3 separate regions of the Sus scrofa genome follow, and regions 1 and 3 are each linked to region 2. The links are chromatin contacts, called in public promoter capture Hi-C maps. All regions are on one chromosome and are shown on one strand. Each heading gives the region's core, a stretch centred on a gene start, on an enhancer-like site or on the middle of the called end of the contact. The rest is flanking DNA. Distances are from core to core; before and after follow the strand shown.

The links. Promoter capture Hi-C pulls out the DNA fragments that hold promoters and counts their contacts.
Region 1: a promoter capture Hi-C map of liver shows a contact between it and region 2, with 4 times the contacts expected there. The contact joins the promoter of IL23A here to the promoter of BAZ2A in region 2. A contact is called at or near these places in 3 of 5 promoter capture datasets (fetal liver and liver), 5 of 47 Hi-C or Micro-C datasets (alveolar macrophages, embryonic fibroblasts, fetal heart ventricle and 2 more) and 2 of 2 datasets of contacts at active chromatin or transcription factors (alveolar macrophages and skeletal muscle).
Region 3: a promoter capture Hi-C map of liver shows a contact between it and region 2, with 4 times the contacts expected there. The contact joins the promoter of RBMS2 here to the promoter of BAZ2A in region 2. A contact is called at or near these places in 4 of 5 promoter capture datasets (fetal liver, fetal skeletal muscle and liver), 4 of 47 Hi-C or Micro-C datasets (fetal heart ventricle, heart right ventricle, liver and 1 more) and 2 of 2 datasets of contacts at active chromatin or transcription factors (alveolar macrophages and skeletal muscle).

The regions. Positions count from the first base shown.
Region 1 is chr5:21,730,320-21,734,129 of Sscrofa11.1, reverse strand. It overlaps IL23A (interleukin 23, alpha subunit p19), which reads right to left and starts at 1,714. Exons shown (of 4, transcript NM_001130236.1): 1 at 1,544-1,714; 2 at 1,226-1,327; 3 at 411-557; 4 at 149-310. The coding sequence starts at 1,714. The coding sequence ends at 149. STAT2 (signal transducer and activator of transcription 2) reads left to right here. Exons shown (of 24, transcript NM_213889.1): 24 at 1-1,100. PAN2 (PAB-dependent poly(A)-specific ribonuclease subunit PAN2) reads left to right here and starts at 3,602. Exons shown (of 20, transcript XR_002344302.1): 1 at 3,602-3,616.
Region 2 is chr5:21,981,690-21,985,347 of Sscrofa11.1, reverse strand. It overlaps BAZ2A (bromodomain adjacent to zinc finger domain protein 2A), which reads left to right and starts at 2,315. Exons shown (of 29, transcript XM_001927752.7): 1 at 2,315-2,514. The coding sequence starts at 2,511. ATP5B (ATP synthase subunit beta, mitochondrial) reads left to right here. Exons shown (of 10, transcript XM_001929410.5): 10 at 338-598. The coding sequence ends at 435.
Region 3 is chr5:21,817,564-21,821,273 of Sscrofa11.1, reverse strand. RBMS2 (RNA-binding motif, single-stranded-interacting protein 2) reads right to left here and starts at 1,422. Exons shown (of 17, transcript XM_021092894.1): 1 at 1,152-1,422. GLS2 (glutaminase liver isoform, mitochondrial) reads left to right here and starts at 1,273. Exons shown (of 18, transcript XM_003481629.4): 1 at 1,273-2,039. The coding sequence starts at 1,858.

The sequences.
Region 1 (3,810 bases), core at 465-2,964, 250 kb after region 2:
GTCAGCATCATAAATCAGTCAGTGTAGGTAAGTTTTCAACAGAGCAAGTCCCATTAAAATTAATGGATTGATGAACTTGTTGGCTCATAGCTTCATTTTAGCATTGCTGAGCAATGGAGGTCTTGGTGTCATCCTTAAGCTGCTGGCTTTACTGGCTCAGAGTTGCTGCTCCATGGGCGAAGACCCGGGCAGCTACAGCCACAAAGGCCTGGAGGCTGCGAAGGATCTTGAGGCGGAGAAGGAGGCGTTGCCAGGGCTGGCTGGGACTGGGGCTTGGCGTCTGCTCAGTCTCCCAGTGGTGACCCTCGGGCTGAAAGGACACAGGACACTAGTAGAGAGGATCCTTCACCCCCCAGGCACTGTCTCTGACACCTGCAAGCCACCCCCCGCTCCAGGCCCCTAGTTTATACCTGCAAGAGTTGCCTGAGGCCCAGTAGGGAGGCGTGAAGCTGGCCCACAGAGCCATCAGGGTGTAGAGAAGGCTCCCCTGTGAAAATGTCTGAGCCCAGCAGCTTCTCATAAAAAACCAGGCCTTGGTGGATCCTTTGCAAGCAGGACTGGGGAGAAAAGGCAGTGAAAGAAAAATACCTTCTAATTACTGCATCTGCTGAAGACCCATCTGATTCTTGCCATTCCTAAACACGGCTATGATGTGAATGTTTGCATCCCCACAAAATTCATACATTGAAATTCTGGCCCCCAGTGTGATGGTATTAGGAGGTGGGGCCTTTGGGATGATTAGGTCATGAGGATGGAGGCCTCGTGAGAAGGATTACTGCTCTTATAAGAGACCCACAGGGAGTTTCCTTGTGGTGCAGCATGTTAAGGATCAAGTGTTGTCACTGCAGCAGCTCAGGGTGCTGCTGTGGCATGGGTTCAATCCCTGGCCCAGGAACATTCACATGCCACAGGCATAGCCAAAAAACAATAATAGTAAATAAATGATAGGTAGGTAGGTAGATAGATAGATAGAAGAGACCTACAGAACTTCCTAAAATACAAGAACTCTGCATCCTGGAAGAGGGCCCTCAACTATGCTGGCACTCTGATCTCAGATCTCCACTCTCCAGAACTGAGAAATAAATGTCTGTTTATAAACTACCCAGTCTTTGGTTTGTTATTTTAGCAGGTTGAATGGACAAAGACAGAAGTTTTCCTAAGTCACTTTGGGGTCCAGTTCTGTCCCCAGTCCCCTCTTCCTTGTGGCCCAGCCTCATCTTAGTACCTGACTGTTGTCCCTGAGTCCCTGAGGATCACAGCCATCCCCGCACTGGATATGGGGGACTTCACTTGTAGTCTCATCATCTCCCTCTTCTCTTGGTAGATCCTGGAATGGAAGAGGGGTGGGAAGAGTGAAGAAATAAGTACCTTCAAACCCCACCTGGATCCTCAGGCAGTGACTCTCCCTAGATCCCTGCTTCCCGTCCTCTCTTACCTCCTGATGGCCTTTAACCCTCCAGCTTCCACCCCAGGCCTCAGTCTCCCACTGCAGCCTTGGAGAGCTTAGATAGGCTTCTGTTTGGTCCCAGAGGTTGCCACTCACCACATGTCCCATTGGTAGATGTGCAGTCCAGGCCAGCGTGCAGAGCTGCTGTGAGAGCTGCTGGCCTTGAGCCCAAGCAGGGCTGCTGCCCTCAGGCACAGCCCGGCCCTGAGAGGTCCAGGGCAGTAGCAGCAGCAGCAGCATCAGCATCACAGCTCTGCTTCCCAGCATCTCCTTGCCTGCTTTTCAGATCTGGCTGGTTCCGTTCCTTTCAGTCCCTGTGGAGTCTCTGTCACTTCTTGCTCTGAGCCTGTTCTGCGCACCTCTGGTTTGGATCCCTCTGTTGTTCACCGAGTTTCTGAGCTGCTTCCTGTAGATTTTCTCTTGTCTCTGAGTCTCTTTTTAAGGTCCCTGCATCGTAAAACCCGCCCTTTATACTAGCAGGTGACTCACAGCAGGTGGGATTCCCCTCCCTGCATCATCCCCCTCCGTGGAGAGCCCAGGTAAGCAGCCTCAGTTCCAGGGGAAATGAATCGTGTGGTTGCTGTGGCTGGAGGCCTGGGATGGGACTTGTGTGTAATGCTCTCCAGGAATCAAAGTGGCTGTGGAAAAGGGTAGGGGTGGGTGTAACAAATATTTAAATGAATCTAGTCTTAAGTTCCTTCCTGTTTAACCTTTCCCACATCTTTTTGCCTCCAGAGCGATATCTTCCCTCCCTTCAAAACTAATTTCCTCATCTCCTCCTGCCTGAGTAAAAACCAAAACAGAAGCATGCGTTCATCTCTTAATAGGATGGTTAGCTGAGTTTGGAATGAAGTTTGGTCCCCACCTGATGCCCTCAATCTAAGAATAAGGGGGCTTTTTCTTCTCTATTGGGAACATTTTGATTTCCACTGGGAGAGAATGGATATGAAAGCACTTTGTGAACTATGAAGCCACATAAGTTCAGTATAAGGTATTATTTTTCCCTCACCTCAGGCCTCACTTTGGAGGATAGGAGGGCTATGGGAGGGCGAGAGCTGTTGCTAAGAACCATCTGACTGCTCAACTTTAGTGGCCCAAATTTCATGGGCTCTGTGGAATTCAGGTGATTTGGGGCGGGGGCGTGGGGGGGGCAGTATAAGCCAAGGCTAGAAATCCAACTGTCATTCCAATACCCAGCCCCTTCCCCGTGGCTAGAAGTCCAGGAGTTCTGGGTGGTTGAAGGTGCACAATGTCAGTGACCCCGGCTCAGTCCTTCAGCCTGTTGCATCCGTGGGTAAAATCCACTGATACTGATTTCATCACCATCCCTGATGCAACATTAAGTGAAACAGCTGAGACTGTGAGGTTGGGCGTGGGTGTGGAGGGTGGTCCAAATCTGGGACTGCCCCAACCCCAGTGGAGGGTCCCAGGACAATTTGGACGTCAGAATGAGGCCATGGATGACCACACAGATAGCTCCCAAAGCCTTCCCAACAGCTTGATCCTTTTTCTCTGAAAAACTTACACTTGACAGAGGTCTCCCTTCCCTTAGGACTATTCAGAACTGCCCAATGAAATTACAGATTCAAATATGACTCTGTGGTAAATCCATCCTTTAGGTAAAACATTTCCAGCATCAGAGAGATTACCTCAGTTTGAAGGAGAAATGGTTTGCCTTTCTTTACATCGGTGGATACACATGGAATAAGGAAATTGAGGTTGGGTGGGGGTAGGAGAGCTCACCTCAGGTTTGTATAATGTGTCCCATGCTTTTCCCACCTCTGGTTCCCATTCTGGGAGCCCTTTAGGATAGGAGATGGAAGGTGAAAAGGAGGAGGAGGAAGTGGAGCCCTGGGGGATGGGATGAGAGGGACAAGGGTGAGTTGGAGGCACGGGGCTTTGTTTCACTTCCTGGTGCTTCGGGAGTTGGATAGGAAGCAAGGTTGGCGGGGCAATTGTGGGACTGTTCTGTAACAGGAACTACTTCCAGGACTAGATCTGACCTGGAGCTGCAAGGAGCCCTTGACGTCAGCAGGACCTCAACCGTTATGCAAACTACATTGACAAGACACTCCCAAGCAGGCCTTTCCAGTTGGATCCCCAGATGCCAAATCCAGTTGAAGTTTCCCCAATTGGTTAATAATGACGGCTTATCTCACTTTAAGCCAGGTACTTGATTTAAGCACTTTTCATGTATTAAAATCATTTATTTCCCATAACCCAACAAGGTATTATTATCCCCATATTACAGATGAGGAAACTGAGGTGCAGAGGTAAGTAACTTGCCTAAGACCACAGAATGGTCCTCCAACTAACTGGACAGAATTACAGTGCAGACTTCAGGTCCTGCATTCTCAGTTGTT
Region 2 (3,658 bases), core at 1,066-3,565:
TGGTTATGAACCTGTATCCATGAGGATGGGGGTTCTATCCCTGGCCTCACTCAGTGGGTTAAGGGATCCGGTGTTGGCATGAGCTGTGGTGTATGTCGAAGACTCTGCTCAGATAATCCATTGCTGTGGTTGTGGTGTACGCTGGCAGTTGCAGCTCTGATTAAACCCCTAGCCTGGGAACTTCATGTGCTGCACATGTAGCCATAAAAAGCAAAGTAAAAGATTTTTAAGATGATATGATTTCATATTCTGAATAATGGCGTCAAGTGGTGAGGTACCCACTGCAGAAAATTGATATTCTTCCACTTCTCACCAGTTGGCATTTTTTTCCATATAGGTGAATATGACCATCTCCCAGAACAGGCTTTCTATATGGTGGGACCCATTGAAGAAGCTGTGGCAAAAGCTGATAAACTGGCTGAAGAGCACTCATGAGGGAGTCCTTTTGGCAAACTAAGTACTCATCCTCTTTGTGGCCCTCTCTTGCCCCTCATCCAAAATGCAGTTTTCCCTGTAGGCCATGAGAGCCTTGATTGAAGACATTGTATTCTGTCTGAAGAGTATTTAAGGTTTCCAATAAAATGTACATCCCTCATCATCTGTCTGTTGTTCTTGGTCCTAAAAACAAAGCCAACACTGAGGTTTTTAGCAATTTTAGAATAGTCACAAGAAACAGCATGAAATGGGCCATATACGTTTGAAATGGGGTCATCAAAAAAAGAAAAGCTGCTAGTTCGGATTAATAAACTAGCATGAGTCTTGTGAGGAGTTTCCTGTGGATGATGTGATCTTACTAGTAGGGTCTCAACTTTGGCCTTTTATGTTGTTCATGGCAAATCAATTTTTTGGCTCTTCAGTATTCTATTTAGCACCTTATTTGATTAAAAAAGCAAAAGGGGACATCCTGCTGTGGTGGCATCTCTGGAACCTTGGGATGCAGGTTTGATCCTAGCCCAGCACAGTGGGTTAAAGAATCCTGTGTTGCTACAGCTGAGACTAGCTCAGATCTGATCCCTGGCCCAAAACTCTATGCTAAATAAAAAGGTTTTTTTCAGAAAAGCACACTGGGAAAAGTGGGTTGGGTGGTTTAAAAATAAGTGCTACTCTAAGAGAAGTAAGGGGTTAATCAGTGTTTTGAAGGATTAATACTGATCTGTGCAAAATTTGAGTCAACCCACCACCGCCCCACCATTGCCACGGTTTTGTTTTTTTTCATCATGTATTTTGGGCAAGACTTGTATGTGGTTCCTTGAGGCAGTGCAGGGTTTAAAGTGCCATTAGCCCTATTCTAAGATCCCTAAAAATTGAAATCTGTTACAGAGGAATAGTAATTTGCAGGGTTGCTGGGCTTGGGGTTTCTCAGCTAAATAGTGGAATTAGACAATTGCCCCTTCACTTTAGCCAACCGAAAGGTGCAGGATTATAAGAATTACTCAAAGGCACACCCAGTTTCAAACAAGTACTAGGTCGGATTTGGTGCTCCTGAAATATTTTCTGGGCCCAGACCCATATCCTGCCCTCTGGTGGTAGGGCTAGAGGCTCTGCACAAACTCTCATCTCACCATTTTGAAATCCTTGAAGGCCATTTGCAGGGATGTGGTTCTTAGCTAATGACTGTTTACAAACCGGCTGGGGCTTTTGTCCTGAGGAGGAGCCTGAATCTATAAGCTCCACCCTGAGGCATTCAAGTTGATTAGGAGCCGGGTAGGACAAACATCCCAATTCAGAGGCCCCCGGGGGCTGAAGGTTGGGGAGGGGCCTTGGGAGAGGAGCCAGGGGTGGAGTAGGGGCCTCTATAAGTTTCCTCCCATCTGCCTATGACGTCCTTGGCACCAGTCTCTTCTGTGTCGTGATCTGGACGGAAGGTGGAGCCCCTGAGCTGCCTGTGCCTGGTAGTTTGCTCCCAGAAAATCCTGAATTTGGGGAAATGCTGAGTTATGGGGTGGGGGCACACATCCTCTGGGTCAAGACTGAAGTGGGGTAAGAAGCTGGTGCAGGAGCCCCCAGGGCCGGCCCTTTTTGCTCCACTTTCCCTTGTTATCCAGATGCAGACCTGGGAACTACGACCCTAAAGGTCATTTCTATCCCTCCACCCCCACATTTACATCTCTCAGCATTCATCCAGAAACTTCTTCCTCTCACTACCTGCAACTGTTTATTTCCTTCCTCCTTCATCGGTCTCTTCTTGTAGCATGCCACTGGAGTGTCAACACAGATCTAACCTTCCTCCATATTTCTCCTGGTTCTGCCCCGTCCTCACCGCCTCCTCCCTCTCCACCCAGAGAAAGCCCCGCCCTTCCCTCCTCCCTCCCCACCCCAGTCTGTCACACAGGGACATCACCCTACAGCAGTTCAGGCTGTGGTTCGCAGGAAGCATACATTGGCTTTTTGATTCGTGCTGGTTCCCAGCTCACAGTTTGGGAGGATCTAACACCAGCCTTCACGTGAAGGGGGAATCAAGGACGGTGAGGAGCTAGGTGGTCCCAGCCCTGAAGCCCAGCCAGCCTGACATGGGTAAGTATGAAGACCGGCCCCCCTCGGGGAAGGCCTGAGGGATGCCTACCTCCCTCCCTGGCTGACTCAGCAGGGGTGGGGCCTAACCTTTGCTCTTTTGAGGGGTGAAGGAGGAGACGCCAGACTATAGGGGCACAGGGCTCAGCTGATGAGGCTGCCGACCACGAACGTTGGAAAGCTCCAGCTCCAGGGAAGAACCTGAGACTGCACCTTAGGTGGGGGCTTTCCCACCTCACCCCCATTTCCCCAGCTCCTTGAGCCTCCCACTATTTTACACTCACTGCTGCTCCCCCCTAAAAAAAGTAAAGCCTACTTTTGGTCTCATTGGAAGATTTTTTAAAGGTGTATCTTCCCCCATTTTCTCCTGGGCTTTTTAAGTCCCTGTCTTCTTTCCTCCCCCACCCTGACCCACCACCAGGTGGGGGCTGCACTGAGCAGCTGCTTCCTGTTGCCCCAGAGGTTGCTGCAAGGGTGGTGGTGGTTGGGGGAAAGCTGAACTAGAATTCAGAAAGCACAATTCTCACAGTTCTACATCAGCCTCACTAGGGCTGCTGTTGGCGGTCCCCCTTGCTCCAGTCACTGAGAAGACTCAGAGAGGGAGGACTGACATTGAAAGGCCTAGGAGGCCTAGGAGGTCTTTGCTCTCGTGGCTTCCTGATTCCAGAGACTTTTAAACTTGGGCCGAGCTTGAGGAAAGAGGCTGTGTCTTTCCACCGCTGAAGAGATTGGGTCGGTGAGGAGCTGAAACAGGGAACCTGTGCACCTGGTAGGGCCGCTGTTACCCCCAGCAGGCTCGGCCTCGAGTTCCCTCTTTGGCACCTTCACTCCTCGGGAGTCCTTGTGACTCTCACTGTCTTTCATGCCCTCCTTTGTGAAGAGATCTTTGCCAGTGCCCCCGGAGCGCAGGCGGAGCTCTCCCAAGTCCTCCAGTTCGGACCCACCACCCTCCCCCACTTCACCACCCAAGTTTCTGTCTCTTCTTCCTGGGATCTGTTCTCTTCCTCCATCTGGGATCCTTCCTGGTTCTGGCCCCTAGGAGACGCCACCAGCGTCCCCTCCCCCAGAGGATTCTTCGCGACAGCCCTATCGGAGCGTTCGTCCTTACCCCAGTAGCTCCTGCCCCTTTAAGTGCTCCCCCCCCACC
Region 3 (3,710 bases), core at 173-2,672, 160 kb after region 2:
CTCAGAACTTTCTTAAGTCATGGGCAAAGCCAAAGACAGCCAGAGTAAGGTGGGGTCCCAGAATTAGTCTCACCTATAGGAGAATGGATTGTGCACATTAGCGAATGACTAGAGAAGGGAAAAACAAACAAAAGCAAAAAGTCACTCCACCTGATTTCAAATCAAATAAACCCTCCAACCCTAACCAAGCCAAAGGAGAACTCCCTCTCTACAGAACACACCAGAGAAAGATTTTGATTTTCTCACAGCTGCCCCTAGTACTCATTTATCTTATTTTTTTGGCCATGCAGGCCACATGCGGAAATTCCAGGGCCAGGGATCTAACCCAAGCCACAGTAGTAACAAAGAATCCTTAACCTCTAGGCCAAAAGGCAATTCCTTTTTTCCCCCCTTTGATGCTCATGTTAACCCAAAAACAAAACGAAAGGCAGCATTCTGTGATACTGCCAGCCTCTAGACAACTCTCAGTACTGTTGCTTCCACCTAAATGCCTCATTCAGAAACTAGCTCATTTCCTGGGATAATTCAATGGTTAATTTTGGGAAGTGCAGCATGATGGAGAGAGCCTTGTAGTCAGTGACTTGGATCTGATTCCTGGCCCTGGTACTTAGCTGGGTTTGTCTTATTCAAATAAGTCAATTTTGGAGTCTTAGTTTCCTCATCTTCAGAACGGGACTAATAACCTAATCTGCAGGTCTCCAGTAAGAAGAAGAGACAGACCAACCAAGTGGTTGATGCGCCATAATAGCTGTTATTTCAACGAGCTCCTACAAACTACAGATGCTGTGTGAGACAGTGTAAAGATAGAGGTGAATGCTCTCCTCGTTACCAATGATAAGATTCCTAAATGTGCTTAGTTTTCAAAATTCTTTTTGTCTATCTTTTCTGCCCGTGATGAATACAGCAAGCAATTAAAACAGCTAAAATTGACAGAGCACCAAACTGTTTATAAAATGTTTACAGGCTCAAGGTTAAGAATACCTAAGTTTTAAGCAGTCCCCAAATAACTGGTAGAAATAAAACGAGAAGCCAGGCAACCAAGCAACCCAGGGTGTCTTTTTTCGCGGCCTCCTGATTTCACTGAAGCGCTCGGGGGCGGGGGGGGCTGCTCCTGGTTGGGGTAATTTCCAGCCATCTGACTCCTCACTCACCAACACTGCGTGCTGGAGAATAGACGTTCGTTTGGCCTCCACGCCGCACTACGAGGCGGGTTATTGAGGGCGGGTTCTGGCCTTCGAATGTCGAAGGTCACTAAAAAGCCTCTTGAACAGAGCTCATGCTTCTCCAAGTGCAAAGAAGAACGCTTCTCCTCTCTCTCCGAGAACTCCATCGTCCTGACGCCACCGCGTCCTCGCCCTTCGAGCTGCCTCACCTCAGCTTTCCCGCCCTCAGCGGCTGCACGAGAGACCCGCCGCAGAGGGCGGGTGCGCGGAGGAATCCACCGGCTTTTGCGAACGGCACACCCCCTTGTTTTCATTGGGTAGCCTCATCTTTTCTCCGCCCCCAAGATTTTTGCTTCCTCAACGATTGGACACGAACACTGTCCATCCCAACTCTCAGGCACCGCCCCTTTCAAGCTAGCCTTTACAACCTTTTTGGTATTTTTCCATCTAGCTCACTCCTCACCGATTCCCTTTATCGGTGGGATTGAGTGCACCTGGCAGTGGCTGGAGCCTTGGAGGAACCAGTCCCTCCTCCTTCTTCAACGCCACTCACTGGGCGCCGCCTCCGCACCTCCCAAGCTCTGCACTCCCTCGCAGAACTACCCCCACCTGGTCCACGATTCCTCCGCCCCTCCCTCCAGCCACCGCTCAGACGCCCTGGGCGCTCTAGCCGAGCCGGCGGCGGTCTAGGGGGATGCGCTCTATGAAAGCTCTGCAGAATGCACTGAGCCGGGCCGGCAGTCACTGCCGGCAGAGAGGCTGGGGTCACCTGAGCCGGAGCCCTCTCCTTGGCGGGGGCGTCCGGCACCACCTCAGTGAGGCCGCGGCGCAGGGCAGGGAGACTCCGCACAGCCACCAGCCGCTGCACCAGGATCAGTAAGGCTTGCTGGGCAGGGTCAGGGGACAGGCTCGCTCCCACTCCCACTGTCGTTCTCACTAGTTTCTGAGTCCCCTTCCCCCAGAAGCGCATCGCATCTTCCTTCTCTCCTCGTTTATTGGCCTGCGATGCCTTTTCCTTTAGAATTGGGGCTTTGGGTCCGCCGCACTCGGGCGGTAACGTGCCGTCTGCCCGGGAGGGCGTTTGGGCAGGTCGGTCCTCGGAATGGTGCATGTCCAAGGTGCGTACTTAATTGGGAGCGCGGGGGGGGGGGGGCGCGGAGTGTTGCTTGGTGCACGTGTCTGAGGGCAGAGCCGTGTGCTCACCGCACCCCTCACCCTTCACTCCTCCCCGGTCCTCGAGTGTATTTTAGGGGATGCATGGATATGGAACAGCCTACCTCTAGTCCTGATGTTTTGGGGTCTGTGAGTGGTTTGTGTTTTGGTGTGTAATGTGTGATGCTTGTGTATTACTGGTGCGCAGGTGTGTGCGTATGTCGTTTGCGTACGTGTTGGGGGTGTGCGTTATCAGGGCTCCCTAATCTGTAGAATAAGGGTGGTTCTCCAATTGGTCTTTGAATAAGAAAAATCTTTTTCATTACAAATTTTTTATTATAGTTGATTTACAATGTTCTGTCAATTTCTGCTGTACACACAAAGTGACCTAGTCATACAGGAAAATCTTTATAATGGGGGAAAAAAAATCATAAGACGCAGATTTCCCAAACCAGAGCGGATCAGAGTCCTTATATATGCTGCTCAGGCTCCCTGATTTAAAGAGTGCGCTTCCCTTGTGCTCTTACTCTGCGGGAGAGGCTGCAACTCTCTCCCCGACCACCCAGCAACACTTGGTGGCTGAGTCTCTTTGAGACCACAGAAATGGACCTGGGCAGGAAATTTTGTCCTCCCCAAAAGCCAACATAAATACTGTCCAAGTAGCTCCTGCTCTATTGGGAAATGGACCATCTCCCAGGTCACTGATATCTACTAAGGACATTCAGAAAGACACGCACATCATAATTAAAGTAGCCAGATAGACTACTCTGTCCTCTTCCTCACCATCACTGGAGTCCCTATCCTGCTGACAGGTAACAGACCAATAAAGTATTATTTATTATTAATAATTGTTATTGGAGTTCCCGTCGTGGCTCAGTGGTTAACGAATCCAACTAGGAACCATGAGGTTGCAGGTTCAATCCCTGGCCTTGCTCAGTGGGTTAAGGATCCGGCGTTGCCGTGAGCTGTGGTGTAGGCTGCAGATGAGGCTCGGATCCCGCATTGCTATGGCTCTGGCGTAGGCCGGTGGCTACAGCTCCAATTAGACCTCTAGCCTGGGAACCTCCATATGCCTCAGGAGCAGCCCTAGAAAAGGCAAAAAGACAAAAAAAAAAAAAAAAAAAAAAAAAATTTTGTTATTATGCTGTATTTTTCCATCAGCCTCTTCTCAAGGAGATACAGAACATTTAAAGAACAAGGCTTCTCTCTCCTGGTCTACTCTACCCCAACTTTTCCCAAATAATCACTTTGGGAGAAATGGTGATGAAATAGAGCAAAGGCTTAATCTCCCTCACTCTCATACCTTCTGAGGGATGGAAAGCAAGCCGTATCCCTGATTCCTTCACACAGACCTTTCCTTATCCAGTGGAGTAAAGTGATAGAACTGTTTTCAGG